3 separate regions of the Sus scrofa genome follow, and regions 2 and 3 are each linked to region 1. Evidence: chromatin contacts called from public promoter capture Hi-C data. All regions are on one chromosome and are shown on one strand. The core of a region is the stretch at or near the end of the contact, and the rest is flanking DNA. Distances in the headings are between cores, read along the strand shown.

Region 1 (5,052 bases), core at 991-3,490:
GCGTCCCAATCCTCAGCCAAGGCCCAGAGAGCCCAAGCTCCTTCCAGCGCTGCAGAGCAGTGCCTGACTCAGGGGGATTCCAGGACAACCCGGGACACTGGAGGGGGCTCCCTGGGGGCTCACCAAGCTGTCTCCTTCCTGGGCCAGCAGGATGGGCACCTTCCTGTAGGAGGAGAACTTGATCTCGGCCCTGCGGACAGGGTTCACCTCCACCACCTGGTAGGGCAGGGCGTGGAAGTCGAGGAAGGCGCGGACTTTGCTGCAGAATGGACACGTCTTGTACTGGTATAGAGTCAGCTGCAGGCGGCTGGACAGCAAGAGCTGGGGGAGGAGCAGAGGAGGGGGGCTTCTGAGACCTGGTGCCCAGGCCCCGCCCCCGGCCCCGCCCTCAAGCTGAAGTTTCCCGAAGGCGTCTTCTAGGCTGACCCTGAGAACTAGAGAAGGAACCCAGGATAGACGGCAAGGAGAAAAGGAGGCGCAGGGAGGGGAGCGGGCTCGAGCAGCGGGCAGCTCAGGCTCAGGCGCCCGACCAGTGGGCTCCCCGGGAAGAAAGGAGGACTCTTCCGGTTTCTCGCCAACGCTAGAGAGACATCTCTCTCCTTCCTGTCCCGAGGGAACTTCAGACACTGCCAGGTGGACCCCCCTCCCCGATGCAATTGTTTCTTCAACTTGGGAGTGCCCCCCCCCAACTCCCCCACTCTCAATCCAAGGGACCTCGGGGTGAGGGGGCAGAGCCCAGCGTTTCCGAGTCTCCAAGAGGGGAGTCCTTGTATCTGGGCCACGGACCTGCATAGAACATGCACAGCAGGAGAGCCCCAGGTAAGCTCGCTGCAGATTCCTATCTGAAAGGCACAGCTGCAGTCGCCTCGCCCCCGACGCTGTTCAGAGATGGGAGACTGAAGCTGGACCATGGGTGGGGGGGGGGGTGGACAGGGAGATACAGAGAAATCTACTCCCCATCTGCCATTCTGGTTCCCTTGGATTCCGAAACCAGGCGCCTGTGGGGTGTGATGGGACGGGGCTGGTGCTGTGTACAAAGCATCGTAAGGGCAGCTAGGGTCATCGGTTTCGTAAAAACACTAATAATAGTACTAATAAATAAACACACAACCTCAGGATTTGGAGACGGTAGGAGGGAGACAAACGTTTGCTAAAGTGATAAACTGTGAAAGAGGCTTTCCGTTTCAGTGATCGCCAAATCTTTCTATTAAGAAGTCTTAAAGCCGGTTAGAAAAACGACCTTAAAACAAAGACAATTCTCGTTAGCTGACATTAGCGCCCCATTTCACAGATGAGGACGCTGAGGGATCAGAGACTTAAAACCAAGTCACTCGCTCAAGGTCAAGAATGGACAGAGGAGACGATTCCTGACCCCGCCGGTTCCCAGAAGTCCCGAAGTTCGGCGCTGATCCCAGCGCCCCCACCCAAGGCTCGGTCTGGCCAGGGCTTACCTGCGCGGCTGTGCGCTCCGCTCGGAGGTCCTGGGCGCGAAGGTGCCACCGCACGGTGTGGTACAGCCCCAGGGCGCCCCCCAAGGCCAGTGCTGCCGCCCCCAGGAGCCGTGGGCCCCCCTTGCGGGTGGTGGCGGTGGGGCCTGGGCCTCCCGCCGCTCCGGTGAAGCCCGCCCGGCTCTGCTCGGGGAGTCTTAGAGAGGGACGACCGCCCAGTCTCCAGGCCAGGGCGCGCCCGCTGGGCCAGAGAACCCGTGCAGCATGGGCCATGTTCGTTTCGCCGGCACCGCGGGAGGGCGCGAGAAACAAAGATGGCCCGGGCTCAGGCTCTCTCTAAAGGGGCGGGTCTCCGGCGCCTGGAGGTTGCCAGGGGTGACTGTGAAGCGGAGCGGGAAGGGACAGCTCTCATGGGACGGGGCGTGAGTCCCCGGCACCCAGCTTTCACACACCCGTCAGAAACAAAGAAACATCTAGGGAGATCTGCTAACTGTCCCCGCTTCTAACGCGTAGATGTAACCGGTCGCGGCGGTGACCCGGAGCCGAACGTAGGAACTCGGCCGCGTAGTTCGCCTTATGGCCCTCAGCGTCATCCGTAATATGCAACCAATAGAAAGAGATTGAACCCTTTAGGATACTGGGGATAGCGTCACGGCATCGGGTCCAGGAAAGCCACGGAAACTGCCCACCGGACCCGCAGTAGGTGGGAGCCCGCGACTGGGGCTTTTTCTGCCCTCCCGCACCGCTGCCCAATTTCTTCTGTAACCTGAACCATAAAATTTTCCGTGCACTCTGGGGGCTTTAGAAACCACGTGTCTCAGATTTCTCCCAACCCGAGGCGCCGGCTGGCCGACCCGCAGGTCCCCAGCGGCAGGATGGAACAGAGAGAATTGGGGTCCCAAGATATTCTGTCCCTCTGTCGGGCTCCTTCGCCCAAGTCGAGGGCCCGAGCCTCAGCCACCTAGGCTTCTCGGCGGGCAGCCCCAGGTTGGCCCCGCCCGGCGATCGCGAGTGGAGCGGTGCTCCTGGAGTGGGAGGGGGGATTTGTAGGCGGAACAGGTTGTGGGCGGGGCAAGACAGAGATTGAAAGACAGGCGGGCACAGAGCTTGACTGCCCCAGAAGAAGAGAGAGCAGGGCTGCTCAGAGGAACCTGCTCTGGATGGGGCGGGGCGGATCAGGGGCGGAGCTCGGGCCTCGGGGCTCCGACCCTGGGGTCAGGGCACCAGCCATCCGAGTGGGTTCCTTTGCCGCTTTCCACTCTTCCAGCTCTGAGTTCCTTCCACCGCCTCCACCTTCCTCCTGGTGCCGGCTGTCTGCGCGACCCTCGCCGCCTTGGATCGTCCCGCGGTCCTTATGGCGCCCTAGCCCGCAATGTCGGGACCTGGGCTCGGAAGGCGGGAACGACGGCTTTGGAGAAGCAGGCGACCCAGAGGGGCTGCTGAGGCGACATTTGCTTTTTCGGGGGTGCTCTCTTGGGAAGAGACCTGGGGTGTGGGATAGGGGCCGGGAAGGAACAGCAGAGCCCTCCTCCATCCCCTCGCCCCCGGGTGGGTCCGGAGCTGCAGGCGTGCTCCCGGGGTTCAGGGCGAGCACTGCTAGCGGGTCTCTGGAAACTGCAGCGTTCAAGAACTGTGGCCACAGGCCACAGATGAGGAAACTGGGGGCCTTTGGATTTGGATTTGTTCTAGCCACTTCTTTCAGGCCCGTTGGAGACGGGGGCTCCTCAAGAGGGCGGGGCCGGGCGTGGACCCTCTGGGTGGGCGTGCCAATTTGCTGAATCAGCATCCCCTGCCCCCTTTGCTGGTGTGGCCTGAAGCCCTGGTGAATGTGACTTGCTTACAGAAGCCGCCTGTTGCCTGCATAGCACTGCGGGGGGTGGGGTGGGGGTGTGGAGAGAGAACCTTCAGCTCCCTTCTCACCTTCTGGAGCCTCCGTTTCCCCATCTGCAAAATAAGAATGACGGGTAGTGTCTCCTGCATTGAGATGGGCCAGGATTAAATGAGAAAACGAATGGGCAGAGCCTGGAGGCTGGTGAGGCCAGTGTTTTAGAGAAGCCTATTTTTTGCCCACTCAGCAGCTTCTCCACCTTTGCCAAGTATAGGAAGGAAACCCAGTGATCCAATCTTCCACCAAACCACTTGGCAAATTCTCCCTTGTGTCCTCCTGGAAAGATTGGCAAGAGGTAGGGTCAGGCCTGCATCTCTGCCTGCCATCCAGTGCTCACTACCCTGGGTCCCTGTACTGCCTCTTCCTTAATTCATTCCAGCCAGGGGGGTCTCCTGCCTGTGGCTGAGCTGGATGGTTGCTCAAGTCTGAGCAAATCCCAGGAATGGTTGTGCTTTTCCCTGTTGCTGTGCAACATCTGGGGACAGGTGACTGAGACTCAGGGTTCTCATACAGAAGAGAGGACAGAGCCTCTGTCCAGGCATAGCCCAGATCCTACCAGCCCAGGAGCCCCATTCTGGGCTATAGGTTCTGTGACCTCCCATTCGTATCTGACCCTAGCGGCCAGTCTCCTGGACACATGAGCCCGCGTGGGACCCCACCCCTCCTTGTTTTCCCTCGCTCTGTCTTCTGCAGTCCTGCTGCTTAAGAACTGGGTTCCTCTGTGGAAACGAACCTGACTAGTATCCATGAGGATGCATGTTCAATCCCTGGCCCCGCTCAGTGGGTTAAGGATCTGGTGTTGCCGTGAGCTGTAGTGTAGGTCGCAGACATGGCCCCCAGCTGCAGCTCCAGTTCGACCCCTAGCCTGGGAACTCCCATATGCCACACTTGTGGTCCTAAAAAAATAAAAATTAAAAAAATAAATGATTGAATTGGTAAATGAGAAGAGACAAAAGAGACCTGTGCAAAAAAATTCCAAATAATTTGTGTGTGGACTTCTTTTTTTTTTTTTTTTTTTTTTTTTTTGCTTTTTAGGTCTGAACCCACAGCATATGGATGTTCCCGGCTAGGGGTCAAATCTGAGACGCAGCTGCCGGCCTACACCACAGCCACAGCAACTCAGGATCCAAGCCCTGTCTGTTACCTACATCACAGCTCACAGCAAGGCTGGATCCCCAACCCACCAAGCGAGGCCAGGGATCAAACCCGGATCCTCATAGATACCAGTTAGATTCCTTTCCCCTGAGCCACGACGGGAATTCCTGTGTGTAGACACCTTGCCCTCGAGGAGGTGGAGGAAAACTGCCCCCCCTTGGATACGGGCTGTGCAGAGTGACTTTCCTCCCAAGAGCTCAGTGTGAGAAGGGGGAAGCAGGAGTGACTTGCCGTGGAGCAAACTGACCGTCCCTCCTCAGCCAGGAGATCAAGGTCAGCACCCACCGTGAGCAGTCATGTCGATAGGAGGCACCCTTCCCAGGGCAGGATGCAAAAGTGGCACCAGACCTCTGCGCTCTTCCTCCCCAAAACCCACAACGCTGGTCTAATGAGGAGGGAAACAGCCAACAAATCCCAACAGAGGGACGACCTACACAACATCTGATGGCTGTCGAGGTCATCAAGACCAAGGAAAGTCAGAGAAACCGTCAGAGCCGAAAGCAGCCTAAAGAGACGTGATTAAATATAACATGAGCTCCTAGACCAGGCAAAGGGCAAGGA
Region 2 (5,052 bases), core at 839-3,338, 92 kb before region 1:
CTGGGAACCTCCATATGCCTCAGGTGCAGCCCTAAAAAGACCACAAAAAAATAAAAATTTAAAATTTAAAAGGAGAAAACCACGGGAGTTCCCTGGTGGTCTAGTGGCTAGGATTTGGCCCTCTCACCACTATGGCCTGGGTTCAACCCTTCATCTGGGACCCGAGAGATCCCACTTCAAGCTACTGCACATCACAACCACACACACAAAAAAAGGAGACAACTTCTCAGAGCCCCAGAAAGGTGACATCAATTATTGCCATTAATCTGGTCCCTCAGTACCTATGAACATGATGACCACACTAGCTGACAAGTATTGCACCCCCTGCTCTGTGCCCCCAACCTGTATTACTAACTCACCCAGTCCTTACTACCACCTGCGAGTTAGGGACAGTTAGTGTCCCCATTGTACAGAAGAGGAAACTGAGGCTCAGAGACGGGAGTCGTTTGTCCCTAATCGCACAGCTAGGACGTGGCAGAGCCAGGATGTGGAGACACACAGCCAGGGTCCCAAGTCCTGGATTCTTGGCCACCACACCACACAGCTACAAATTAAGCACAAACCAAACTTCAAGAACAACAGCACCCAAATGACTGCCCAAACCCAATGTGACAGACGACAATGTTTTGTGGGAATGAGGTTGCCCCTCCGCCGTGTGGAGGTCTTTGCCTGCGTTTCCCTGGGGGGCCCCCCCGGCCTGCCCACGAGATTTCTGGTTCCAAACCACAAGGAATCAACAGCTTTGTTCTTCACTTGGAATAACAGCAACTTTTTTTTTTTCATTTAATTTTTGAAATAGATAATACTTTCCCGTGGTTCCAAAATTTTCAAAAATTATATGTACATAGGGATTCCCATCATGGCTCAGTGGTTAACAAACCCGACTAGTAACAAACCCGACTAGCATCCATGAGGGGGCAGGTCCGATCCCTGGCCTCGCTCAGTGGGTTAAGGATCTGGCGTTGCTGTGAGCTGTGGTGTAGGTCGCAGATGCGGCTCAGATCCCGGGTTGCTGTGCCTGTGGTGTAGGCCGGCAGCTACAGCTCCAATTAGACCCCTAGCCTGGGAATTTTCACATGCCACAGGTGCAGCCCTAAAAAACCAAAAAATAAAACCACAAAAAATGGTGAAAAGTGAAAGTAGAAAATAGCACTCCAAATTTGTTTTGCACAGGCCTCTGCAGAGGCCGCATGCACCCCATGCAGCGAGAGTGGCGCTGCCAAGCTGCTTCTGAGGAACTGTACTCAGCATCCCGGTGTCAAACCACCAAAGATTTGAACTTTGTTTATGAGCGTCTGTGCTTTGTCTCTCTCTCTCTCTCCTTATTTTTTTTTTTTCCCTTCCAGTGGCATGTGGAAGTTTCCAGGGGACCAAACTCAAGCCACAGCAGTAACCAGAGCCACAGCAGTGACAACACCTGATCCTTAACCCCCTGAACCACCGGCGAACACCTGTCTTGGCTTATTTTGTACAAGCTGTGTCCTAAAGTAATTGTGTCTTTGCCTTATGCCATGTTGGCTTTCAAAAGTCTTCATAGGAATACTCTACTGTCTGATACCCTCTATTCGTTGTTGGTATTATTTTTATTATTATCTGTCTCCTACCACCCCTGAACTCCAACTCCTTGAGAGCCAGGACTTGGCATTTTGGGGTTTTGCTCACTGCTCTATCCTTGACACGGAGCCTGGCACACAGTAGGGGATGAATGAATGAAGGAATGAATGAAGCAGAGCAAGGATGAGGAACACTAGGTTTGGGGTCAGCAGACCTGCGTGCACTCTCTTCTCAGCCTTATGCCCTAGATGCTGTGTGACCTTGGGTGAGTGATGTCCCCTCTCTGAGCCTCGGTTTGTCCATCTGGGCCTCCTCAGAGAGTAGCTGGGAGCTGCACAGGGCGTGCAGGCAGGACACAGGGAACAGCAGCCACCTGCTCCTTGACCTTGGCGAGTCTGTGCTGCCAGCTTGCAGATACACGCGGATGCACATGGCAGTTTGCAAACAATTCCTGGGGCTCCCTGACCCCGGGTTCATCTTCTAACAGCCCCGCCCTAGGTGAGGAGCCCGGCCTCTGGGAGGGGGAGGCAGGCGGGGACACCAGGTCAGAAGGCCGTGTTCCTGACGGATGGACCAGACCGCACCGAACAGGCTGGGCCTCCCTCAGCAGAGTTAAAGTTCTAGAATGTGCTGCATAAGCACTTCCTTCCTCTGGGTGACGGGTAACCTCGGCCGCAGGAGGGCTCAGCCCTGATATTCCCGTGGCCGAGGTTCTCGGATACGACAGTGTGATAAGAGCGGACAGTCGTAGAGTTCCCATTGTGGCCCAATAGTAACGAACCCGACTCGTATTCAGGAGGATGGGGGTTCGATCCCTGGCCTGGCTCAGTGGGTTAAGGACCCAGCATTTCCATGAGCTCTGGTGTAGCTCACAGATGCGGCTCCAATCTGGTGTGGCTGGGGCTGTGGTGTAGGCTGACAGCTGCAGCTCCAATTGGACCCCTAGCCTGGGACATTCCATATGCAGAGGGTGTGGCCCTAAAAAGACCAAAAAAAAAGAAGAAGAAGAAGAAGACCAAAAGGCAAGAGGTTAGGCAGTAGGAGCCACGGCCAGAGGATGACTGAGCTCTGGCTAAAAGGATGTGGGCAGAAGCGAAGAAGCATCATTTCCAGACCTGACCCACTTCCTCCTCTACCCTCTCTTTCCCCATCTGCCAGTTGGAGGTCTGTGCCCAGGGCCACCTGGGAACCACACGTGGCAACAGCAGAGCCTCCATCAGCCGCCAGCTCCCCTGACGACTCCTCAACTCAAAGCCCTTCCCACCCGTCCCTCTGTGCCCAGACTGAGACCTGAACTCCTAACCGGCTCAACACCGAGACCTCAAGTGTTGTCCGTTCCTGAAGCCTGTTTATTCTGTTTTTCCACCAGGATCACTTTAGACACATCCTTAAAAAAAATGCTTGTATTTTTCCGCCAGCTTACCAAACTGAGACCGAGCGTAAAAAGCTCCACATGACAGAAATAAGGAGCGAAGGTCTCCTGCGCACCCTCCCTGCCTCTGCAATGAGCGAATCACTATTAATAGTTTGGGTGAAATTCCTCCAGATCTTTCCGATATGTAATGACAGCATATTTTTATACAAAAAGCATCACACGATACATGCTGTTCTGTAAGATTTCCTTTCACTTAGCAGCATACCCTGGATAGCTTTCCATGTTTGGACAGGGGGATTTACTTCATTCTTTTTTTTTTTTTTTTTTTTTTTGTCTTTTTAGGGCTGCACCCATGGAATATGGAGGTTCCCAGGCTAGGGGTCCAATCGGAGCTGTAGCTGCCGGCCTGCGCCACAGCCACAGCAATGCAGGATCCGAGCCGGATCCTTAACCCACTGAGCGAGGCCAGGGATGGAACCTGCATCCTCACCAACACTATGTCGAGTTCTTAACTCACTGAGCCACAATAGGAACTCCTAAAACGGATTTAATGGGAAGTGTATCAGCTGTTTACTGCTGTATAACAAACTACCCCAAAACTCAGCAAGTTAGAAAAACAAATATTTATTATCCCAGAGGTCGTGTGGTCAGGAATCCGAGGGTGACTCGGCTGGATGGTTCTGGTCCTGGGTCTCTCATGGGTTGTAGTCAAGCTGTGGCTAGGGCTGGAGAAGTGGCTTCCAGGGTCACTCTTGTGATTGTGGCAGGTGTTGGTCCCTCAGTGGCTGTGACTGGAGACGTCAGCCTCCCCAAAGGCCGTCTGAGTGTCCCCATGATGTGACAGCTGCTTGTCCCAGAGGGAGTAATAAAGAGAGGCCAAGCCTCAGCCTTTCATGCCCTAATCCCAGAAGCGGTTATAAGACCACCATGGCAGGAGTTCCCGTCGTGGCTCAGTAGTTAACGAATTCGACTAGGAACCATGAGGTTGCGGGTTCGATCCCTGGCCTTGCTCAGTGGGCTAAGGATTCAGCGTTGCCATGAGCTGTGGTGTAGGTTGCAGACATGGCTCGGATCCTGCGTTGCTGCCACCGCAGGCACTTACTGATGGAATGTCGAGATCTCCCCTTTTCTCCGTCCCAAATGCTGCTGCCATGAACACCCTCGCTCGCTTCCCTTCACACACCTGCGGAAGGGAGGTTTTTCATGGATAAGCTCCCCTGGGCAATTTACACACATCAGCTAACTGAGTTCTCCCACTGCAGTCCCTGTGCCCCCTGGGGCAGATGAAGAATTCGATAATCCCGGGGGTCGCTCGGCTCGGTCCCATAAGGATTCTCAGCACCCTCGGGAACAGAGAGGTCTTGGGTTGAGGTTTCTGGGTAGGTTCTTTATGTCATTGTTGTTTTTTGGGCCACTCTCGCGGCATATGGAAGTTCCCAGGCTAGGGCTCAAACTGGAGCTGCAGCTGCCGGCCTACACCACAGCCGCAGCAACGCCAGACCCAAGCCTCATCTGCAATCTATGCCGCAGCTCACAGCAATGCTGGATACTTAACCCAGTGACGGAGGCCGGGGATCAAACCTGCATCCTCATGGATACTAGTCAGGTTCATTACCACTGAGCCACAACAGGAACTCCTAGATGGGTTCTTTAGATGGGAGAGGAGGGTCAATGGAGCTGGGCAGTGAAAGTGGCCATGAACCACAGTAACATCCGTCTCACCCCTGGACCTGCTGGAGGTAAATGACAGGTGGGGCAAGACCACCCCGCCCCCTGCATCATTCTGACCAGGAAACTGAGGCTCAGAGAGGTGGAGACTTGCCTCTGGCTGCCCAGCTGGTCAGTGACACACACACCCCCCCGGGGAGGGGGGAATCACGCTCAGGTCCCTTGACCTCCAGACCCTCCTCTCAGGGTTCCGCCAGGTGCAGGGCCCCGCACAGAACACGCATCAGCTCCTCCAGGCTCCAAAGAGCCCTGTGCGGTCAGTTTTATTCTTCCTCCCATTTGACAGAAGAGGAGAGGGAAGCAGAGACACAGGTATGAAAATACTGCAAAAGCCACAGGCAGGGCCAGGGCCATGTGCGCGGTTGGGGCCGGGGCTGCAGCAGCCCTGCAAAGGC
Region 3 (5,052 bases), core at 1,187-3,686, 75 kb before region 1:
TTACATGTAGATTATACCTCAATAAAAGGGTGGGAGTTCCCGTCGTGGCGCAGTGGTTAACAAATCCGACTAGGAACCCTGAGGTGGCGGGTTCGTTCCCTGGCCTTGCTCAGTGGGTTAATGATCCGGCGTTGCTGTGAGCTGTGGTGTAGGTTGCAGACTCAGCTCGGATCTGGCGTTGCTGTGGCTCTGGCGTAGGCTGGTGGCTACAGCTCCGATTCGACCCCTAGCCTGGGAACCTCCATATGCCGTGGGAGAGGCTCAAGAAAAGGCAAAAAGACAAAAAAAAAAAAAAAAAAAAAAGAAATAAAGAAATAAAAAAATAAAAGTGTGGAAAAAAAATACAGATAACTGAGCTCCACCAGACCCACCCATTGATCACAGCTTCCATGTGTCAGGTCCAGGAATCTGCATTCTAAACAGATTCTGGGACACTGGATACTATGTCTGGTCACTTATGATGGAGCATGGTAATGTGAAAACAATGAATGTATACATGTATAACTGGGTCACCATGCTGTACAGTAGAAAATTGATTGAACACTGTAAACCAGCTATTATGGAAAAAAAATAAAAATCATTAAAAAAAAGAGAAGGGATTCTGGGGAAAAAAAATAAAAATAAAAAAATTTTAAAAAGATTCCGGGGAATTCCAATGGCCATCAAAGGATAACAAACACTGTTGTAGCAAAATTCTTCTGCCACCTGTACCTCAGGTCACCAAGACCTCTCCTGCCAGAATGAGTGGTTTAAGCCGGGGCTCCTCTGTAAGGACCCACAGCATGGAGTTGGGGATGGGGGAGAGCGGGGAGCGGGGGACGGTGTCGTGAATCACAGCGCTGGTCACTTTACAGATGAGACTGAGACTTGGAGAAATAAATCACATCTCTGGGTTAGAAGCCGCAGAAGTCACTCGGGTTAGTTACCGCAAATAGTGGAAGGGTCTATAAAATTAGCACGCAGGCACGGGCAAGGGGGACCTGTGCAGGGGGTCTGGCTGGGAACCTTCCCGAACTGTGGTCCCTTATGCTGGACGCTCTCAGTCCTGCCTCCCCTCCCGTGTTCCTTCCTTCCTCTCCTTGTGCTGAGTAACCTTTTCTTGCTTTTTGTTTTTTGTTTTTTTAAGGGCTGCACCCGCGGCATATGCAAGTTCCCAGGCTCCGGATTGAATCAGAGCTACAGCTGCCATCCTACACCACAGCCAGAGCCGTAACAACACAGGATCTGAGCCGCGTCTGTGACCGACACCACAGCTCACGGCAACACCGGATCCTTAACCCACTGAGCAAGGCCAGGGATCGAACCCACATCCTCATGGATACTAGTCGGATTAGTTTCTGCTGTGCCACAACAGGAACTCCCTGATTAACCTTTTCTATTTCTTGGTGAATGAGGTGGAAGAAAGTTCAAACAGCCTTAAAGGCTGAGCGGGTCTCCAATTCTAAATTAGGGAGCAGAGAAAGCCAATTGGCCGGGTTTGTACCAGGTCGCATCTGCTCGTCCAATCAGCGGTGGCCAGATGGGCGGAATCACGTGGTTCCAACATCAGGGAGGAAGGTGGAAAGGAGGAGGGGCAGAGGTCACCGTGTTCTGGACCTTGAGGTTTAAACAGAATCACGTGAGAGCCTGTTGAAAATCCGCACGTCCCCACCCCGCCACTATCAGTTTTGGTTGGTCTGAGGTGGGGCTCAGAACTGTGTGTTAATAGCACCGGGGATCTTAAAGCGAAATCTCTGGTTATAGCTTGAGAAACATCTAATCTAGGACAACACGCTGAAGCTATTTTGCCCTGGAATCTAAACTGGAGACCCTCAGGGTGAGAAAAACACTAGGACGCTTTCAGCGGCTAAGGCCAAACACCCGCTTAAAATGACATCCCCCAATCGGAGATGGGCAGGTGCTATAGCTGATATATCTAAGAGGGATCTGCTTCAGAAATTGCTGGATTCGGAGTTCCCGTCGTGGCTCAGGGGTTAACGAATCCGACTAGGAACCATGAGGTTGCGGGTTCCATCCCTGGCCTTGCTCGGTGGGTTAAGGATCCGGCGTTGCCGTGAGCTGTGGTGTAGGTTGCAGACGCGGCTCGGATCCCGCGTGGCTGTGGCTCTGGCGTAGGCTGGTGGCTACAGCTTCAATTAGACCCCTAGCCTGGGACCCTCTATATGCCGCAGGAGTGGCCCAAGAAAATGGAAAAAAAAAAAGACAAAAAAAAAAAATCAGTTGCTGGATTCACGTACTCAAACCCCAGCTAAAATCCTTCTCCACCCCCTGCTTAGCCTTTCCTGGGTTGGTGTCGTCATTAGGCGCGCTTCCTCCCTGGGGTGACCTTCCCAGAGCCTCAGGTTTTCATCTTGCTATCTGGGAAATAATGGCAGTGATGACGGCCAGAGTCCCTAGACAGACTCTCATTGGTCCATTTGGGTCACGTGCTCTCCGTCAACCAATCGCTGTGATCAGAGGAATGTGTTCCGCTCTTGGACCAGTCCGGGGCCACAGCTTTATCACTCAAGCCAGAGTGGGGATCCCTCCCTCACCCTGCGAGGAGGAGGGATGATTCCTCTAAGAAAAACTAGACTGCAGCAGCCGGGAGGGCCCCTGGGTGCGGAGCAGGCGCTAAAAACAGCCAGAGGAGATAACAAGGCCATTGGGGGCCAGCCTCCCACCTGGACAGGACCGTGTTGGAGGCCTGCCTAGAAACGGTGCTTCTGCCAGCCTCAGCCTCGGTGGGTGTCCTCGCAGGGGGCCAGTCTCTGTGTTTGGTTTCTGACAGGCAGGTGGCATGTGAATATCACTGCCACATGTGTCAAGACTGACTCAGCCTGGAGCCAAGCAAAGAGCCCAGCCCGGATCCTCCCCGTGAGTTGGACCCAGCCTGGGCAAAGGTGGGGCGTCCGGGAGGGGCCTCTTTCCTATGAACTGATGCAGCTATAATGGCCAACACCCATCATATGGATGCGGAGACTGAGGCACAAAAGGAGGGATCTGGTGCCCAGGCCTTCTGCTGCCAAACTCTGCCTCTAGCTGCCCTCCTCTCGCTCCTCCTGAGGGGTACAGCCCTCCCCCCCAAGGGTGAGGTACAGCTTGCCCAACTGATGTGGTTTGACTCTAGCCCATAGGTGTGTTTCATCGGCTTTGTACAGGCTTTACAAATATTTAGTAGCTGAAATATTTAAACTGGGAGATTTGGGAGTTCCCGTTGTGGCTCAGCGGTAATGAACCCAACTAATATCCATGAGGCTGCCGATTCGATTCCTGATCCCTCATCCTCTCATCGGCTCTCCGCAGGAGGGGAAACCCCACAGCCCAGCGAGAAGGTGTGACCTGCCCAAGGTCACAACACTCAGGTGAGGCTGGGCCACTCGGGGTGCGGTTCCTGACACACCTGTCAACCTGTTGCAGGTCCAGAGTCCAGGCCACAGCTCCAGAAGGCTGATTCATGCTCAGCCTCTCAGGAGAAGCTGACTCACAAGGAGGAGGCAGCATAGCCAGACACACCTGGGGTGGACCCCCAGCCCTGCCACATACAAATGATGCGCCAGCAGGTGAGTCCTCCTGGCCTCAGTCTCTTCATCTAGCAGATGGGGAAAGGCAAAACATCCCTCGGGAATGCTATTGGTACTCAGTGCCATCAACACTGAAATGAAAAGGGGAATTTTTTTCCCTGCTCCTATGCCATGTAGAAGTTCCCAATCCAGGGATAGAACACGCGCCACAGCTTGACCCACTGGAGATCTTTAACTGCTGGGCCATCAGGGAACTCCAAAAAAATGAGTTAAATAGATACCCAGCGAGTTCCCGTTGTGGCTCAGCGGAAGCAATCCAGCTAGTATCCATGAGGATGCAGGTTCGATCCCTGCCCTCGCACAGTGGGTTAAGGATTCAACATTGCCAGGAGCTGTGGTGTAGGTGGCAGATGGGCTTGGATCGCCCATTGCTGTGGCTCTGGCGTAGGCCGGCAGCTGTAGCTCCTGTTTGACCCCTAGCCTGGGAACTTCTATATGCCCAGGGTGTGGCCCTAAAAAAAAAAAAGAGAGAGATAGAATGCTTGTGAGAGACGCAAGCGGGCAGGCAGGAGGCTCTGCCCCCAAGATCCGGTGGGCTACAGTTTTATTATCCAAGGGGAGTGGGGGTTGGAAAAGACCGCCTCTTCCTCCTCTTTCTTCCAGTAGTAGCTCCTCCTTAGTATCCAGTAAGGTGTGCATTCAAATCAGCAGAAGGGCTGTCCTCAACTCCTGCCCTGGGTCTGAATCTGAATGCAGGCCTCATTCCATCCCTGACCCAATGCCTCCATCGACCCAATGCCTCCATCGACCCATTGCCTCCACTAGTCAAGCAGGCCTGCCTCGTTCTGATGGCTTTTTCTTGAGCAATTATTAACTTACTGTGATTTCCCAACATCCCCAAGATTAACCTCTCTCTCTACCATCCTTTACTGGGGCTCCTACAACCACCTCCACAACAGCCTACTCTCTCCTGACCAGAGCCCCTCACAGAGTCAGGCTCTAGGTGAGAACAAAGTGGACGAGGTTGCTGAAGCCAAGAGGGTCCCAGTGAGGGATCAGCTGGAAAAGAAGCGAGTCCACTCCGGATGAGGCTAAGGGCTACCATGTTGTATGATGCTCCCCTTGGGAGCTACGAGAGGGCACAGCAGGGGAGAGCCTGCCTGGGCTGGGGGAGAGGGGAGGAGGTAGGGAGAGCCTCTTGAGAACGTGGCATCCAGGCTGGGTTCCTGAGAGCTGCCCAGGAGGTGGCCAGGGGAAGGGTGGGGCAGAGAAGGTGACGCATGATTCAGCAGAGAACCAGCACATTCCAGCTCAGCCTCGGGGCCTCCAGCACTGGAAAGTCCATTTTGAGAACCCCATCACGCTTTGGAAACACCATGCCAAGTTTAGCTCATCCTCTTGAACCAAAAGAATGGGTTTGTCCCTGCCTGTTTCTTTCAGTAACCACCTTGCCACCCCACGAGGCCCCAGCCAGTTGTCTAGAATTTCTCCCAGAGTTAAGAAGTCTTTTCCAGGGAAATTTCCAAATGGATCTGCACAGATGGGGCCC

What was found. Promoter capture Hi-C pulls out the DNA fragments that hold promoters and counts their contacts.
Region 2: a promoter capture Hi-C map of liver shows a contact between it and region 1, with 3 times the contacts expected there. The contact joins the enhancer-like site here to the promoter of PTGES2 in region 1. A contact is called at or near these places in 3 of 5 promoter capture datasets (fetal liver and liver), 12 of 47 Hi-C or Micro-C datasets (differentiating spermatogonia, embryonic fibroblasts, fetal liver and 6 more) and 2 of 2 datasets of contacts at active chromatin or transcription factors (alveolar macrophages and skeletal muscle).
Region 3: a promoter capture Hi-C map of fetal liver shows a contact between it and region 1, with 2.4 times the contacts expected there. The contact joins the enhancer-like site here to the promoter of PTGES2 in region 1. A contact is called at or near these places in 2 of 5 promoter capture datasets (fetal liver and liver), 9 of 47 Hi-C or Micro-C datasets (embryonic fibroblasts, epiblast stem cells, fetal liver and 4 more) and 1 of 2 datasets of contacts at active chromatin or transcription factors (skeletal muscle).

Annotation. Positions count from the first base shown.
Region 1 is chr1:268,589,116-268,594,167 of Sscrofa11.1, forward strand. PTGES2 (prostaglandin E synthase 2) reads right to left here and starts at 2,241. Exons shown (of 7, transcript XM_001927936.5): 1 at 1,452-2,241; 2 at 124-321. The coding sequence starts at 1,721.
Region 2 is chr1:268,497,468-268,502,519 of Sscrofa11.1, forward strand. No RefSeq gene overlaps it. Among named protein-coding and RNA genes, the nearest start is that of NAIF1, 32 kb to the right of the region's middle. Within about 2 kb of position 2,089, at least 16 of the 83 cell types and tissues checked have an H3K27ac peak or open chromatin away from gene starts, as enhancers often do. A contact at or near this core is called in alveolar macrophages, liver and retroperitoneal adipose tissue, where this site is marked.
Region 3 is chr1:268,513,880-268,518,931 of Sscrofa11.1, forward strand. No RefSeq gene overlaps it. Among named protein-coding and RNA genes, the nearest start is that of NAIF1, 15 kb to the right of the region's middle. Within about 2 kb of position 2,437, at least 24 of the 83 cell types and tissues checked have an H3K27ac peak or open chromatin away from gene starts, as enhancers often do. A contact at or near this core is called in fetal liver and liver, where this site is marked.